Linked DNA regions of Rattus norvegicus: region 1 is linked to region 2. Evidence: chromatin contacts called from public Hi-C data. All regions are on one chromosome and are shown on one strand. The core of a region is the stretch at or near the end of the contact, and the rest is flanking DNA. Distances in the headings are between cores, read along the strand shown. Region 1 overlaps Dnah17 (dynein, axonemal, heavy chain 17). Region 2 holds the start of Tha1 (threonine aldolase 1).

What was found. A called contact is a pair of places that touch in the nucleus more often than the background predicts.
Region 1: a Hi-C map of kidney shows a contact between it and region 2, with 4 times the contacts expected there. The contact joins the enhancer-like site here to the promoter of Tha1 in region 2. A contact is called at or near these places in 4 of 12 Hi-C or Micro-C datasets (the A7r5 cell line, the Rat2 cell line, kidney and 1 more).

What each region holds. Positions count from the first base shown.
Region 1 is chr10:103,808,092-103,812,512 of GRCr8, reverse strand. Dnah17 (dynein, axonemal, heavy chain 17) reads left to right here. Exons shown (of 80, transcript XM_039087512.2): 37 at 1,275-1,432; 38 at 1,817-1,955; 39 at 2,109-2,336; 40 at 2,801-2,938; 41 at 3,565-3,697. Among named protein-coding and RNA genes, the nearest start is that of Dnah17, 52 kb to the left of the region's middle. Within about 2 kb of position 3,127, at least 2 of the 93 cell types and tissues checked have an H3K27ac peak or open chromatin away from gene starts, as enhancers often do. A contact at or near this core is called in kidney, where this site is marked.
Region 2 is chr10:103,596,429-103,601,084 of GRCr8, reverse strand. It overlaps Tha1 (threonine aldolase 1), which reads left to right and starts at 2,234. Exons shown (of 7, transcript XM_006247854.4): 1 at 2,234-2,562; 2 at 4,102-4,185. The coding sequence starts at 2,361.

The sequences.
Region 1 (4,421 bases), core at 1,878-4,377, 210 kb before region 2:
CTTCTGGTGTGTCTGAAGACAGCTACAGTGTACTCATATGAATAAAATAAATCTTTTTTTAAAAAAAATGCTAGGAAGGTCTACCAGCAGGAGATGCTCCCAAATTCTTGCCCTCTACACCTGCCCAGGTGTGAGCCATGGGGGGCTACAAACTGGGAGGGAAACCCAGCGTGACCCAGAGTCACCTAGTAAGACCAGGCAAGCAAACTGTGCAAAGGTGGAAAATATCCCGTGGCTGAGAGACTTCAGTCACAAGCCTGGAGCGCCCTCTAGTGGTGATCTTATGGTTTGCAGCTACCTCCTGTGGGTTCCTCTAAATTCCCAAGCACAGACCAGATTCCTCCTATCCTGGTAAGCAGGAGGTGGCCCCAGAGCGGCTACTAACAGGTCTCTGTGGGTTGTCAGAGAGTTGACAGAATTTCAGCCAGGGTCACAGCCAGAGGGCACTCCTGATTCAAAAGCCCAACTGAGGTCAGCTATATGACAAACACCAGGAACAACAAAATCACAGCGGTGGAGGGCAGGCAGCCTGACACCTGCCCAATGACAGAGTGAAGGCCCCTGCTAATTCACAGCCACCACATTCTGTGACTAATGCAGGGGACTCAGGGGCAGACTGATAATCCAGTCAGTAAAGTGCTTGCCACACAAACCAGTGGGCCTGAGCATGGCTCCCAAAACCCATATAAAAGGCCAGATATGGGGACTGGAGAGATGGTTTGAGTGTTGAAGGCACCTGTTTCTTCCAGAGAACCCGAGAGTTTGCTTCCTTTCACCCATGCCAAGTAGCTCACAGCTCCAGAGGATCCAGCAGTCTCTGTGGCTCCTCAGGCAGCCAAGCACACACTACATACATACACATGAATCTTTCCCTTAAAGAAGGGCAAGAGCCAGGCACTGCCAGGCCTTCAATCCCAGAACCCAGAAGGCAGGGGCAGAGGGATCTCTGTGAATCCGAGGCCGGCCAGGGCTACACAGTGAGGACATGTTTTGAAACACAAACAAAGCCAGATGCCAGATGTGTGATTCCAGTGCCATGGGAGGGGGAGACAGAAAGACCCCTGGGGCTCTCTGACCATAGTCCAGTCAGTTGGTGAGCTCCGCATCCACTGAGAGACCCTGCCTCAAAAAAAAAGCTAGTATTGAGCAATGGAAAAAGATACCACCGCTGTCTGGATTTCACGCGTGTTCATACCCGCACACGTGTCTGCACATTTGCACGTGCAAATGGTTCCAGTTTAATGTGTCTGTGTGTGTGCGCACTCGCTGTCTAGGTAAAGTGTGTCCAAGATGCAATTCGGGCCAAGAAAAAGAAGTTTAACTTCCTGGGAGAAATGATAAGTCTCATCCCCACTGTGGGCATCTTCATCACCATGAACCCTGGCTACGCGGGACGCACGGAACTGCCGGAGAACTTGAAGGCTCTATTCAGGTGACAGAGGAGGTGCCCAACAGTGTCCCAGACTGAAGAGTTAGTGGAGGAGCCCAAGGCTAGCTCCCAAGATGGATTAGGGGGTGAAGGGTAACAGGACAGTAGGCAGGTCCTTCAAAAAGCCCTGGGGCTCCCCAAGTGGGGGCAGTCCACAGCAGAGACACTGTTCTACATGAGGAGTCTCAGGGGAATCAGGGCAGGCATGAGGCCTGGAGCTTACTGGGTTGTGTGTGCAGAACAATGGGGTAGGGGGGCTGGAACCCAGCTACATGTAATCTTAAGGTTGACCAGTGGGGACACATGTCCCAGGGGAAGAGGGGCAGGTGGCCACTGAGGAGCCAGGGAGGTGAAAGCCAGAGAGACAGCTGCCCGCTCACCTCTCAGGCCCTGCGCTATGGTGGTCCCCGACTTTGAGCTGATCTGTGAGATTATGCTGGTGGCTGAGGGCTTCCTGGAAGCTCGCCTCCTGGCCCGGAAGTTCATCACCCTCTACACCCTGTGCAAAGAGCTGCTCTCAAAGCAGGTGTGTTCTGCCAGTTCCAGGGGTTCTTGGCCCAGCCTCAGCGATCCACGCTTATGCCTCTGCCCTCCCTAGCCCCGAGATAAACTGAGCCTGGCGGTGCCAGATGACCACTGTTGGAGGACAAGTTCACATTCGCATTCCCACTCTCCATAGGATCATTATGACTGGGGCCTTCGGGCCATCAAGTCTGTGCTGGTGGTAGCTGGCTCCTTGAAGAGGGGAGACCCTACCCGGGCAGAGGACCAGGTGCTCATGAGGGCACTGCGAGACTTCAACATCCCCAAGATCGTGACTGATGACCTGCCTGTGTTCATGGGACTGATCGGTGACCTCTTCCCAGCTCTGGACGTGCCCCGAAAGCGAGACCTGAATTTTGAGAAGGTAACTCCCCACTCCCTGTATACCTCCATATCCATCCTGAGAAACTTGCTCCTTGCTGCAAGAATTCGGGGGCCATAAACTGCGTCCTGCTCCCCAGCCAGCCCCAGATTTCAGAGGATCTAGAGTCTGGGCTCCCGGGGCAGTGTGAGTTCTGGGTGAGATCAGCACAGCTTGAAGCTCAGCCACAGGAAATGTCGTCTTCTGTACCCTCTTTTTTTTTTTTTTTTTTTTTTTTTTTTGGTACATGAGTACACTGTCACTGTCCTCAGACTCACCAGAAGAGGGCCTCGGATCCCATTACAGATGGTTGTGAGCTACCATGTGGTTTCTGGGAATTGAACTCGGGACCTCTAGAAGAACAGTCAGTGCTCTTAACTGCTGAGCCATCTCTCCAGCCCCCTTCCGGTGCCCTCTTAACCACGCCCCCACCCCTTAACCACGCCCCCGCCTGCCGTATCTCCCAGATCATCAAGCAGAGCATCGTGGAGCTCAAGCTGCAGGCAGAAGATAGCTTTGTGCTGAAAGTCGTGCAGCTGGAGGAGCTGCTTCAAGTTCGACACTCAGTATTCGTCATTGGGAACGCAGGCAGCGGCAAATCCCAGGCATGTAGCCAGCACTCATGGGTTCCCCCATCACCTGCCTCCCTGACGCCTGACGCTCACACACTCCTGTCCCCACCCCTACCCCCTCAGCATTGCCTGGGGCCATGGTGAACTCTGGAGGGTGACAGCCAACACCACCAGTGCTAGTAATAAGTAAGCCAGTCAAGTGCGTCTGGCTGAATGCCCTCAGGACGGGATCTTTACCCTCTACAAAACCCATTTCTGAAAACACAGGGGCTAGGGGTTAGAGATGCTGGGTACAGTGGTGCACACCTTTAATTCCAGTGCTCAGGAGGCAGAAGCAAGTGGATCTCTGTGAGTTCAAGGCCAACCTGACCTACATAGAAAGTTCTAGGTCAGCTGGCTACATGGTGATGTCTAACTAAGAAAATGTCAAGTCACAAATGACAGCAAGTTATTGTTTAAAAGGCAAAAAACTGTGCGTGGTGCTTTAAAAAGAAAAGAAGCATGTGCACACACAAAATATCACTCAGGTGTCCTTACAGCCAGTTTCTCTGAGTGAAAAGCATCTGGGGCTGCACAGAGGGCTGCCTCGTGCAGGTGTGCATCAGGCGCCCCCTACAGGTGCTATGACCGTTGGATCAGTGGATGCTCCCCATCCTCAGGTCCTCAAATCCCTCAACAAGACCTACCAGAACATGAAGAGGAAGCCTGTGGCAGTGGACCTGGACCCAAAGGCTGTCACCTGTGATGAGCTGTTTGGTATCATCAACCCGGCGACCAGGGAGTGGAAAGATGGTAGGTCGAATAGTGCCACCTGCACTGAGGCTGAGACCCTGACATGTCCCTGAGCAGGCTCCCTGAGACATGTCATAACCTATGCAGGTTCTGGCCACATCCTGGCCACTGCAGAAGGGCTGATGGAGCCTGTGCTGGGGCGTTCGGGGCACAGAGCACCTGTGCCACCGGCAGGAAGGAAGAGGGCTGAGACTGACCCAGACACCCAAGTAGAGGCCCCCTCACCCCAAGAGGGCTTCCCAGAGATGGAGCCCTGCTGCAGTGGCAGCCTCCTGCAGAGCATCCCAGGGAGTGATGAGAGAGCCCCTCTGTCCACAGCTTCTAGGGTTGAGGCTCCATTGGGTTTGCCTCATGAGAAAACCAAGAGAACTGAGAAATCGGCCAGGGAAACGGGGGGGGGGGGGCTGAGATGTTGCCCCCATGAGCACTTCCTGGTTGGAAGGGAAGCGCAGGCCCCCCTCCCTGTGAGAGGTGGCACCCTGACCCCTCTTCCTTACTCTTTGTGGTTTTCCCACCCACCTCCTGCGCATGTATTTCTACACGGGCATCTTGTCTCTCCCTCATGGTAAGACAAAGCTCCAGAGGGTGATGGGGCTTTGATCGTCCCCGGCTTTGTCCCCAAACTATCCCCTACCCCTTTCCGTGCTGGGTACATGGAGAGCTCGTGCGCACGTGCATGTGAGCAAGTGACTGAGTGAGCATGTGCGTCAAGCATTGCGCAGTG
Region 2 (4,656 bases), core at 985-3,484:
TCTGGTGAAGCAGGGTGGTTTTTCTGTTAGCTGGAGGCCCCTGGGGTCCCAGGCCTGCCACACTTCTGTACACTTTAAGGATGGTTCTGCTAGGTGTTTGGGAGAGGAGAAGAGTCCCTTAGAACTGGCTCTGTCCCTATAGGTGGCCTCTGGGCTGCGGCTCCTCCCCACTTCTCCAGCCCCCTGGACTCCCAACAGGTACACCACCTTCCCGTGGCCCATGCCATCCCCTAGCCAAGTCAGTTTCTCCTCCTCCATCACCTGTGGTCAAAGACTGATGCTTCCTCCAGGAAGCCTGCCTGGCTGCTCATTCCCAACACACCACCGGCAGATACAGCAGGCAAACACAGTCTGCATCTGAGAGATGCCTCGTTAGACCAGGGCCTCTGCTCCAGTAGGCCCTGCTCAGATCATCTTACTCCCAATAGACACCATGGACAGACAACTGGAGCTTTGGAAACGGAAGCAGTCGAGCAGGGCTGAGTTCCCAACCTCCCTGTGTGAGGAAAGGTCACCCCTTGGTCCTGGTAAGACAGAATGTATCCCACAATAGAAGCACCAAGTTCCAACATCAGGATAAACAGTAGTGCTTCCCACAAGCCAGGCTGGACGAGCGCACGCAGCCTCCCATCCTCACCAGATTTAGGGACCATGAGCACAGCTTGTCTGCTGACACACGGTTCGGAGGGGGCGGATTTTATTTTCCTTGCTTTTTCATTTTCATTTTAAGTTTTTAGAAAGAGTCTTGCTCTAATGCAGACTGGCCTGAGAGTCTCAGCCATCCTCATACCTCGACAGCAACCCACACCCCACCCAGAACTGGGATCTCGCCCCTCCTCCCCTCAAAGGGCTGGGATTACAGGCATGAACCACCATGCCTACTTTTTGCAGCCCTGGGGAATCAATCCAAGGGTCTCATCCGTGCTAGCTAGGTGCTCTGTCACAGTGCTCTTGGGCATGGCGTCCATGGAAGCATCTTATCTCTCAAATGGTGTAGGAAGGAGGGAGATTTCTAGAAACCTCTGCGACTCCATTTTCCAAATGCCCTAGGAGGTCATACCTCCAGCCCCAGTTGAAGACATCCTCGTGTCCCCTCCTGCCTAATACAGCGCTCTGTAAACCTATATGGGAAGGCTGGGCGTGGTGGCTCATTCCTATATTCCCAGCACTCGGGAAGCTGCAAAAGGACTGCTGCGGCAGAGGGGCAGAATGAGTTCCAGGCTAGTATGGGCTACGGTGTGGGATTTTTAAAAAAAAACAATCCCAAAACGGGTACTAGCGAGATGGCGCCACACTGAGAAGCGCATTCCACTCTCGCGGAGAACCTCTAACTCTAGCTCCAGAGTGTCCAGCGCCCTCTTCTGGCCTCATTAGGTAACTACACTCATGTGCATCTACTCCCCACCCACACACATACTTTTAAAAGTTTTAAATTCTTTTTTTTCCCCTCCTGACACAGGGTCTCTCTGTGTAACCTTGATTGTCCTGGAACTCTGTGGACCAGGCTGACCACAAATTCAGAGATCCACCTACCTCTGCCTCCCTAGTGCTGGAATTAAAGGTGCAAGCCACCACCGCCCGGCTTTAAATTCATTTTTTAAAAAAGAGGACTGGAGATGTGTCCCATTTGGTAGCATGCTTGCTTAGCACGCACAAAGCCTTAAATTCAGTTCCCAGCACAGAGTAAACTGGGCATGGTAGAACACATCTGAAATCCGAAGCAGGAGGGTCAGACGTTCAAGGCTAACTAGGCTACCCAGTGAGTTCAGAACTAGCCTGGGATACATGTTTCAAAAGAGAAAAATTAAAAAGACCCCAGTGGTTGAAAGCTACTGTTTACGGGCAACACAGTACCATATCTGATTCCTGGACTTCACATCAGCGTCTGCAGCCTGTTTCATCCGGTGTAAAATGAGGACCGTGAGGGATGGGAGAGACGGCTCAGAAGTTAAGGTGGTACTAATTACGAAGAGAACTTGTGTTCCATTCCCAAACACCCAGGTTGTTTCCCAGAGTGGCTAGGACGCTTAATTAAGTTAAATCTGCAGCGTCGTGAACAGTACCAGGAACATGCTAAAATCACCCGAACGTCAACTACGTTACCCATTTAACAAAGCAAGGAACTGTCATTCCCAAATTCTCCTAGTCTGTGGAGTAAGGGAACACAAACTACAACTCCCAGCATGCTGCGGGGCTCGCCAGCTGCATAAAATTCCAGAAAGGACTACAATTCCCATAGTGCTCCGGGCCTTCCCAGTACAGGTCTGCTCCGGGTCAGAAGAGTCCAGCTGCACGGTTCCCCGCTGGCACGGAAGAGACGTCCACGGAGCCTGCGGGCGCGGAAAGCGAGTGCCATAGCCATGCTACGCAGCCTGGCCCGGGCCGCGGTCCCGGGGCTCAGGGTGCCCTGGGCTCAGTGGTCTAGGAATTGGGCGGGGGTCCCAGCCCACGTGGTGGACCTGCGCAGCGACACGGTGACTCGGCCAGGGCCGGCCATGAGGCGCGCTATGGCCGAAGCGGTTGTAGGAGACGATGATTACGGCGAAGACCCTACGGTCCACGGTGAGCCGGGCGAACAGGCCCGGAGCAGGGGTCGTTGCTGTGACCTCTGAACGCTGTCCACGGTGCTGACAGGGCAGCACAGACGCAGAGGGGTGCCTTGCCTGGCCTTTGAGGAAGCACCCGTAGGCTAAGTGGTGCACTCTGTGTTCTTGTGCGTTCTCGTTCGTTCTCGGGGAGATCCTTGGTAATGCAGCCTCTTGAGCTCCACACTGAACTCGGGGAGCCAGAATCTGCATTTTAACCAGACCACCGGGTAGTTTCTATCCACTGTCACTCAGTTGCCCAGATGGATGTTGTCCAGGCTTGCAAAGCAAGCCACTCCCCCCAACACCTCCACTCCCCACCCCCGATGGCCAGAGAGGAGCTCAAGGACCCACATCAGGAGCAAGGAAGAACCGGATTTGAGGCAGGTCTGACTGCAATGAGGCAGAACTACTCTCTTTCTTCACAAAGACAAAACCAATCTAGCAAAGAAAGTGCTTGCTGCTCCTTCCCAGGGGGACAGAATTTCATAATCTAGGGAGTGCTTTAAGGAGACAGCAAACCAAAGCCCACTCGGGGTCAATAACCACTGCTAAAGTGGCCCTCTAGTGCTGCTGGGTATGTACATCTTCAGCCGGTCCAGAGATAAACCACCGATCACCACCTGACCCCTGGAGGCCTGTTTGTGGGCCCAGGGATCACTGGGGCTGATCTAGAATCTTTCGACAAGGCTGTTACCAGGAACTTCAAAGCTGCTGAGCTACACCGCTCAGCAGGCACCTGGTGTAAACAGGTCACCACATCAAGGCAGGGAGGCACTGGCCTTGACAGGAATCTGAGGAGGGTGAACCAGGGCCTGGAAGGAGGAGAGAGCAGAACTCTTAAAGGGTGAGCAGCACCCAGGACTCAGGGAGACACCGGTGTGTGTCCTCTGGGGACGGAATCTAGATCACTTCAGCACTGAGCGTCACGCCACAGACAGGAAAGCCACCATGGGCGTTACACAGGCCATTTGCTCACCCACCAGCTGCACTCTTTGTGCCCTGCCAGTTCCCCAGAGGCTCTTCTTCTGTGGTGATGTGCAGAGGAAGTCTGCAGGGAAACCACAAGGCCTCACCTGCCGGGGCTGATGGGAAAGGAAGAAAAACAGGTGTGAGGTCTGGATGGGAAAGGGGGTTCAAACCACAAGAGAGTTTCAGTGGCCTGGGGTGGGGACTGCAGCCCAGGAGGATCGACAGAGGGGCCTCTGGACATGACAGGTGGTTACCAAGATCACTGACTAAGGGATGGCAGATGGACTCCGAGCCCCGCCCATGGGACCATCAGTTCTCCTCTGAACAAATGTACTTTTTAGGAGAGAAGTGCTTAAGACAAGAGTCTTGCTGTGTAGCTCAGGCCGCCCTCCAACTCAGTTATCCCCCTGCTTCAGCAGAGTACTGGAACCACAAGTCTATCCTATCCTCATACCCTGTAACAAGTTTGCACAAGGAACTGTACCAGGGTACAGTGGCCCAAGAAATTGCTGATTCTTGCCCTACCCACCCCCTCCCTTCTCAGAACTGCAGGAAAAGGCTGCAAAAGTGCTTGGGGTGGAGAGGACTCTGTTTGTGCCCACCAACACCATGGCCAACCTCATCTCTGGTGAGTGTCTACCTGCCCTTCTGAGCTGGGGTCTGTGGCACCATGGGCAGACCTGGATTTCTTTTGGGTCCAGCTGGTGGAGCACCCTGCAGTGGGAGGAGTGAGGTCTGTGAGTCTCTGCCACTCCCTAGCTCTTCCTCCTGGATGCTTGCTTACACTGCAGCCCTGGCCTGGGTTGTTTCCCAGTGTGCTTGTGTCTTCAGTTCTCTGATACGAGAGGCTGCTCTTGGTACCCCGGGCTGCCCATTCTTGGAGACAGCATCCTGGCATCCTGGCCCTCTTCCTTGCTGGCCCCGGGGTCCGATGCAGGTTGTTAGTGCCCAGCCTTCACAGTAAAACCAGCCTAGAATTGTGTATCACACCAGTCTTTTCAACATGTGGCAGTGAGGTGTTTCAAGGGGCGCTGCCTCCTGATTGACAGAGGCAGTCTCAGCTCACTGGGGGCCCTAGCTCAGCCTGGCCAAGCTGAGA